Regions from separate parts of the Mus musculus genome. Here region 2 is linked to region 1. Evidence: chromatin contacts called from public promoter capture Hi-C data. All regions are on one chromosome and are shown on one strand. The core of a region is the stretch at or near the end of the contact, and the rest is flanking DNA. Distances in the headings are between cores, read along the strand shown.

Region 1 (3,673 bases), core at 964-3,463:
TCTCTCTGTTTAACGCCAAAGAACCTGTGGTGCCACCTTCCTGCTCTGAGAGAGACCTAGTCCTTCCCCCTCCTCTCTCTCTCTCTCTCTCTCTCTCTCTCTCTCTCTCTCTCTCTGTGTGTGTGTGTGTGTGTGTGTGTGTGTGTGTGTTGAGGGTATAGGTTGGTGTGTTGGGGATGCTCTCTAAGGTTGGGGTCCCCTTCTGCATAGAACTACATAGCCTTCTGTCATGGCTGTGTGCTGCTGTTCCAGGGACCTCCTGGCTGTCCATACCACCTCTAGACTCCCTCTCTTCTCATTCCTAGCTGTGAGTTCTATGTCCTCAGTGGCTGACATTACTTCCCTCTGTGTTCTCTTTCCTATTCCCTTCTCTCAGAACACTCTATTTTGCCTTTCCTCCAGATGTTTGGCTATACTCAGTTTTGTTAAATAAAACTGATACCCAACACTGTCTGCTGGCCCAAGTGCTCCCAATGGCTCCCATTATCAAGGGTGGCACGCGTTTCCTCCTGGCCTCCTCCTCCTCCCTCACCACTGGGTATTTTTGTTTCTTTGTTTGTTTTTTGTTTTGTTTTGTTTTGTTTTTTAGATTTATTTATTTTGTATGTGTGAGTACACTGGTAAACTGTAGCTGTCTTCAGACACACCAGAAGAGGGCATCGGGTCCCATTACAGAGGGTTGTGAGCCACCAAGCAGTGGCTGGGAATTGAACTCAGGACCTCTGGAAGAACAGACAATGCTCTTAACAGCTGAGCCATTTCTCCAGCTCTGTAAGCTGAGTTTTTCCATTCAAAACTCCCTGCCTCCCCTGTCCTCCGTCACAGCGACCGCCTCATCCCTTTCTGCTGTGGGAAACTCTCAGGCCTTCACTGCACCGGCTCCCCTCTCCCATGTCCAGAATGATCTTTCTGGCCCATCACTCCACGGTCAGTTACGAGCAGAGACCTTAGGCTGCTAATGTGGCTTCCAGTCTTGCCTCTTCATAGACTCATGCCAGGATCACTGGGTAGAGCCTGCTCTCTCTCTCTCTCTCTCTCTCTCTCTCTCTCTCTTTCTCTCTCTCTCTCTCTCCACCATTTTCCCATGGAGGAAGGGGTTTTGGATCCTTTGCCGTGCTAGCTCTTCTTCCCGCTGATCCGGGCTCGCCCTCTTACCTACACTTATTCTGTGTCTCCTATGGACCATCCTGGGTCCACACTGTCAAGTTCCTACTTCATCTCTATGAAGCTAAGAGCTGATATTCAACAGCCTTCCTTCGAGTTCCACAGGCTGCATGCATGCAGTCTGCTTTCCTGGTCTCCCCACACCCCACTCCTCACTTCCAGGCTTAGGTTTCCTGAAAGTCAGTATTGGGAGGCTGGGGGTAGGCTGGAGCTGGAGCTGGAGCTGTGGTATACAGCTGTTACACATTGACGCTGTGAGCCACTGCCCCATGAGGATGTCTCTTCAACAAGATGGAAACAGCACGCAGAGCTACAGCTTTACAGGATGGCTGTGGCCATGGCTGGGCCCTGAAACTTACTCCAGTCAAGCCATACCGTGTGCTCCCAATGTGAAGTAAGTGCAGAGCCAGGTACACAGGGTGGGGACAGACACACACAGGGCAACAGCCTCGGGGTTGGGCTGGGAAATAGGGTATTGCTGCTTCCCCCAGATCTTTCTGGAGCTCGATCTAGGGACTGGTGTTTCCACAAGCAACCCCTTCATGACTAATAGAAAAGCCACCTCGGTCACCCATGACATGTGATGAAGGCCTGGAGGTCCTCCCCTGGGGAAGGAGGGAAACAGTCTAGTGTTCCTTGCTGAGACAGGGAGAGTCATTTCTGAGGCACATTGAACTTGATAAAAGATAAAAAGGAGGAGGGAGGAGGGAGGGGGAAAGGCAGAAGCCACCCTGCCCAGGCGACCCCCCCACTAAGGCAATAGTAACCCACCACTTACAGGTTCGACATGGTTGGCCTCTTTCTGTCTTTCCTTCACCCACAGGAAAGCTTTTCCTTGGCCTCTAAAGGCTGGCCTACTGCCGAAGTTGGGGGAACTCCCCCTAGAGGTTTTCAGAGGTTGGGGATTCCTCTGGAGGGAGGAACAGGGACTGAGGACAGCCTGTCTCTTAGGGCAGGGAGAGGCTTGGCAGGGTTGGTGACCTGTGGCCACCCTCCTGGAGAGCAGGCTCTGACTGGGATTCCCTCGCTCCGGTTGCTGCCTCGGGCTCTGGAACCCCACTTCTCCCACTAGAGCGTCTTCAGGTGGCCCCTAGCAACAGGAACTCTACATCTGAGCAGTGCCTGCTTATGTTTCCGTTTCCGTGGCAACTGCAAGGCAGGGCGCGAGGAGCTAGGGGCGAGGCAAGTTCTGCAGCTGACCGGGTGGGAGGAGCTACGTCCGGCTCTCCAGGTCCTGCTTTGTCTCTGTCTGGAGTCTCTGACATCTTCCCATCTTCAGAGTGGGTGCAGAAGTTGCGCACTTTGGCAAGCGCAGAGGCCGGCACTCCATAAAAGAGAAGTGCCCTGTTTATGTGAGCCGTCAGCGACCCGCAAAAAGGCTTTTCTTAGTTTTCATTCTTAGTTAACGTTAAAATTTAGTGGCAAACTTTACAAAGAATCTGCAGTTCCTTTAGGGGCATGCCCTGAATCGCACAATAGAGAGACAGGATTCGGGGAGGGAGGAAAATGTGGGGGGAAAGTGGAGAAGAGGGAGAGGGGAAAGAGGAGAGCCAACGCAGGAAGCAACAGACCCAAACCACAGACCATTATCGAGGGAGGGAACAAAGGAGGTACGAACCTCTCCCCAACCCTGTAGCAGTATGAACCTCCATCTAGAGGCTGCAATGGAGTCCTGATTTATGCTAGGCCCAGTTCCCCAAGTCTTTGTGGAGAAAGCAGCCAGCCAGACAACACACCAAGGGTCCCAGGGATGTTTTTTTGATGAAAGGGTTCAACAGAGAAAGGAATTGGGAAAAGCTGAGAAAGGCCAGGCACAACTCAGCATGTCCTGACTTCGAGGAGCCGGAATCAGCCATAGTGACTGTGGCTGGGTAAGATGGAGACTCATGGGCTGCTCAAAAGGGTTAGCTGGTGTTCCTGGGGGGCGGGGGAGGAGGAGCTTCTAGGGCTCTGGAGATTGGTTAATTCCTTGGGGGAGAAATATGCGGGCCTGACTTTTGATCCCTAGCACCCATGGGGAAAAGCCAGGTTCTGTGGCACACATCTTTGAAGCCTGTGCAGACAAGACGATCCCTGGTGTGCACTGCTAGCCGATCTAGTCTGTTCTGTGAGCTCCAGGCTCAGGAAGAGACTCCATCTGAAAAAATAAATGAGGTGAAGAGCAGTCCAGGAAGAAACCTGATGTTGATTCTGGCCTTTATCTATGTGCCCGCCCACAATTCATGGAAATACAAAGAGACATCTAAGGTGGGATGGGGGAAATAGAGAGAAGGAGGGAGAGAGAAGGAGGGAGGGAGGGAGGGAGGGAGGGAGGGAGGGAGGGAGGGAGGGAGGGAGGGAGGGAGAGAGAGTTTTCTTGCTATGTTCTGGGAGAACCAAGAGATGGCAAGACAACACCAGGAGCCATGCTGGCTGTCAGCAACAAGTGCTTTCAGTGCCAAATACAAAGTGCAAAGCTCTCGAGGGGAGAGTGGGAGCCACTTAGTGCTCAAATAGGAAAACCATCAGG
Region 2 (3,621 bases), core at 388-2,887, 690 kb after region 1:
CCCACATGGAGATCTAAAGGGTCCCCTACTGCTGGCTCATCAACTCCATGGCTCCATCAATGGGAAAGGATGCTACTGAAAGTCAGACACTCAGGTGGGCCCGGCCAGTAGTCCAGCATCTCAGAGCTTCTCTCTCTTCACCCATAAGCCAAGGATGACAGCACTGGAATCTTCTAGCCCAGAATCACCCAGGAAAGAAGTCAAAAAGTCCCAGTAGTGGAAGCTACAGCAATCAGTTGGTCCCATATTGTTTTTGTTAAAAGCAATATGATTTTTATTTTAAAGTCTTTTCCACATTTCAGCTTGCTCTGGGAAGCTGGGAACTGTCCTCAGGTCCCATGAATCCCCTTGAAGCTCTGAGACTCTGGGGTTTTCATCTGGAGTCAGCTCGGGGTAGGGAGAGAAATGACTTCTCTAGGGTGTAGTGTGCCCACTGGTGCTCATACAACTTGTTCTTGAAGTCCACACCAGTCCCTAAGTTTGCCTGGGCTTTTGTGAAATTCATTTTTCTTAGCCTTTCTCCAGTACTCCAATGAACCCTTCCCATTGGCCCCACCCTTGCATTGATCCCATGGTAGCTTGAAATAGATCCCCAAATGGGCTGGCAACCATCCAGGAACTCTCTTCCATCCTCAGTGAGAGAGGGCCTGAACCCCACCCAGCATCCTCATGGCCAGGGAATAGCCCTTGGGCCTCCCAACTTGGCACAGGCCTCTCATCTGGACAACCCACGGCAGCCCAGTCCCGAGCTTTGCCTTATCCACTGGGGAAGTTGCTCTAGTATCACATTGCGCATGCTTTAGGCCTGCAGTTCCCTTAAGCATCCTCAAAGGACAAATCCTACAACAGTGACTTCAGATACCTAAAATGATGAAGCAGCAGCCTTGATGGCCATGGCTAAGCAGCTCCGGCCCAGCCCTGCAACTGGCACCAGTATCTCTCCAAACTCGGAAGACAGCAGTTTGCCTGACCAGCCTCTCTGCACTTAAGAGTATACCCCTACCCATGACCCTTGGAGAACCCAAAGAGATGAGCTCTCTCTGGGGTCCACTCTGCAGGTTGCCCTATGCTCCCATCAGATGCCTCTGCAAACAAAGCAGCTGGTCTGGGGAAGGAGAAGCGACTTTTAACAAGCCAGCTGGAGGAGAGCACCAGTCAGAAGTGCATAGCATGCAGGCAGGGACACACAGGACACTCCCCGCAGCAGCAAACCTAGACACAATCGGACAATCCGTGACCTTCAGCAGGTTAAAGAAACCCTTGTGCCACAAAGGAAAGAAAGAGCAGCAGACTCCTAAAGTATGTCCAGAAAACTGAGTGACGGGGTGATCGTAAGAGCCACTAACTCACTTCTGATTGAAGTGTTTCCCTCATGCCACAGAGGAAACGAATAAGCAAAAACTCACACTTACCCTGAGCGGACCTGAAGACGCGTGTCCCTGGGCTTCTAAACTCAATCACGCTTCACCAGGATGCATAGTGTTCTCTCTTGCTAAGTCTCCTTTTCTTCCTGCAACCCTTCTCCACCAAGGAACAGAGGATCCAGGATCAGAAGACACAGTCTCCTCTTGCAATCCTCGCTGGAAGCTGGAGCCTAGAGAACTGAGCAGCCTTTGGGGAAAGGCTGAACTCCAAACTGGACAGGGTCCAGGGGTACAGTCAGGGCTTCCTCCTGCTCCTCCTCTCGCTCCCGCCTCTCTCTCCCTCCTCCCCTGCCTTCTTCTCCTCCTCCTTCTCCTTCCTTCCTCCAAACCCCTCTTCTCCCCTCCCTGCCATAGGACAGACCCAAACTGTAAATGAAAACCAGACCTGGGGCTCTGTTGCTTCTGGCCTGCTCTGCAAGCTGATGTCACCTATGAAGGCCGTCTTTGCCTTACAAGCATTTAGCTGGACTCCTGCAAACTCCAGCTCTAAGAAGGGGGGTGGGGGGAGGAAATGGACCATGAGCTAGAAGGAATTAGATTTTTCAGTCATTGGTTACTGAGGTAAGACTAAAGTGTGGTAAAGATGAGACCCGAAAGAGTCGGGGAAACAGCTTTAGCCCCATGGTTCTTGACCTTTCTAGGGCTGCGACTCTTTAATGCATGCTGTGCTGACCCCCAACCATAAAATTACTTCATTGCCACTTCATACCTGCAATTTTGCTACTGTCACGAATCATAATGTTATGAATTGGATATTCGACCCCCATCAGGGTCACAACCCACAGACTGACTGCCAGAGGCCATAAAATGTTTAATGCCTGAGCAAGAGGACCTGAGGTCTGTCCCCAAAATACACATTAGAAATTTAAAAAAAGAAAAAGCCAATGTGGTGTCAAACCATCACTGGGAAGGCAGAGAAAGGCAGATCCCTGGGTCTTACTGTCAGTGAATTTAGCTGAATCAGTAAGTACCAAATAAAGACAGAGAGAACCTATCTCAACAAGAAAGAAGGAAGGGAAGGAGGGAGAGAAGGAGAGAGGAAGGGAAAGAAGAACAGAGAAGAGGAGAGGAGAAGCGAGGAGAGGAGAGGAGAGGAGAGGAGAGGAGAGGAGAGGAGAGGAGAGGAGAGGAGAAAGATGGAGGGGCTGAAGAGATGGCTCAGTGGCTGCTCTTGCAGAGGACCTAGGTTCAGTTCCCAGTACCCACATGGGAGCTCACAACCATCTAGGTCCAGGGGATCTGACACCCCCATCAGACCTCCAAGCCCACAAGGCACATACGGTATACAGACATAAATGCAGACAAAGCACTCATACACATAAAGTAAAAAAAATTAAATAGTTTAAATGCACTTCAATAGCTACAAAAAAATTAATGAATTTGCCACTTCTACCCATCACCTTTTAGGCCAGGCCTCTGCAGGAAAAAGAATGAGTTTTGGAATTTCTCCGTGGGTATCCATGGTTTTCAACCACCATCAGAAAGAAAAACAGGAAATGCAATCTCCCCCCCTCCACCCTCACCACACCCTCCCATTTCTTCTTGAAGTTTCTGAACTGAGACCTCGCTTAATAATCTCTCTTTTCAAATATCAAACCCAGCAATTAGCGTCGTCTCCTTGGCTTGCCGCTAACCAGAGTTCTGTTTGCCAGCGCGAAAGGCAAGAGGGCAAGAGTTCTATACATAATGATCCTGATTGTGAGGTCTCCTTCTGGGCGCACACTGGGGTGGGGGCGGTTTTCTGGCTCAGACTCCTACAGAAACTCTCCAGTGGGAACACGGGTTTCTACAGAGCTTTGTACCTTTCAAAGCACTTTAAAGTACATCTCTCAAAAACCTCAAGGACCTCCCCAACCTGAAACCCTTTCATACTGGAAAGAGGGGTACACTTGGGTGCCAGAGAAGAACACGGGTTCCTGCTGTGTCCTTCTCTACTTTATTCCCTTGAGACAGGCCTCTCACTGAACCTGGAGCTCAGCTGTCAGCTGCCAAGCTTTGGCAATCCAATCCTGTCTCTATCCATCCAGCCACACACACACACACACACACACACACACACACACACACACACACACACACACACAGCTGAGGCTGCAGGTGCACACTTGGCCACACCTAGTTTCTTAAGTGGGGGCTGGGTATTCAAACCCAGGTCCTGATACTGACATACCGAGTGCATACCGAGTGCTCTCCACTC

The links. Promoter capture Hi-C pulls out the DNA fragments that hold promoters and counts their contacts.
Region 2: a contact with region 1 is called in a promoter capture Hi-C map of hippocampal neurons, with 2.7 times the contacts expected there. The contact joins the promoter of Col6a3 here to the promoter of Iqca in region 1. A contact is called at or near these places in 1 of 39 promoter capture datasets (hippocampal neurons) and 1 of 115 datasets of contacts at active chromatin or transcription factors (pancreatic cancer cells).

The regions. Positions count from the first base shown.
Region 1 is chr1:90,151,223-90,154,895 of GRCm38.p6, forward strand. Iqca (IQ motif containing with AAA domain) reads right to left here and starts at 2,214. Exons shown (of 19, transcript NM_001368722.1): 1 at 1,943-2,214. The coding sequence starts at 1,953. It overlaps 4930434B07Rik (a long non-coding RNA gene), which reads left to right and starts at 2,270. Exons shown (of 4, transcript XR_878374.2): 1 at 2,270-2,516; 2 at 2,851-3,035; 3 at 3,173-3,411.
Region 2 is chr1:90,842,334-90,845,954 of GRCm38.p6, forward strand. It overlaps Col6a3 (collagen, type VI, alpha 3), which reads right to left and starts at 1,638. Exons shown (of 44, transcript NM_001243008.1): 1 at 1,413-1,638.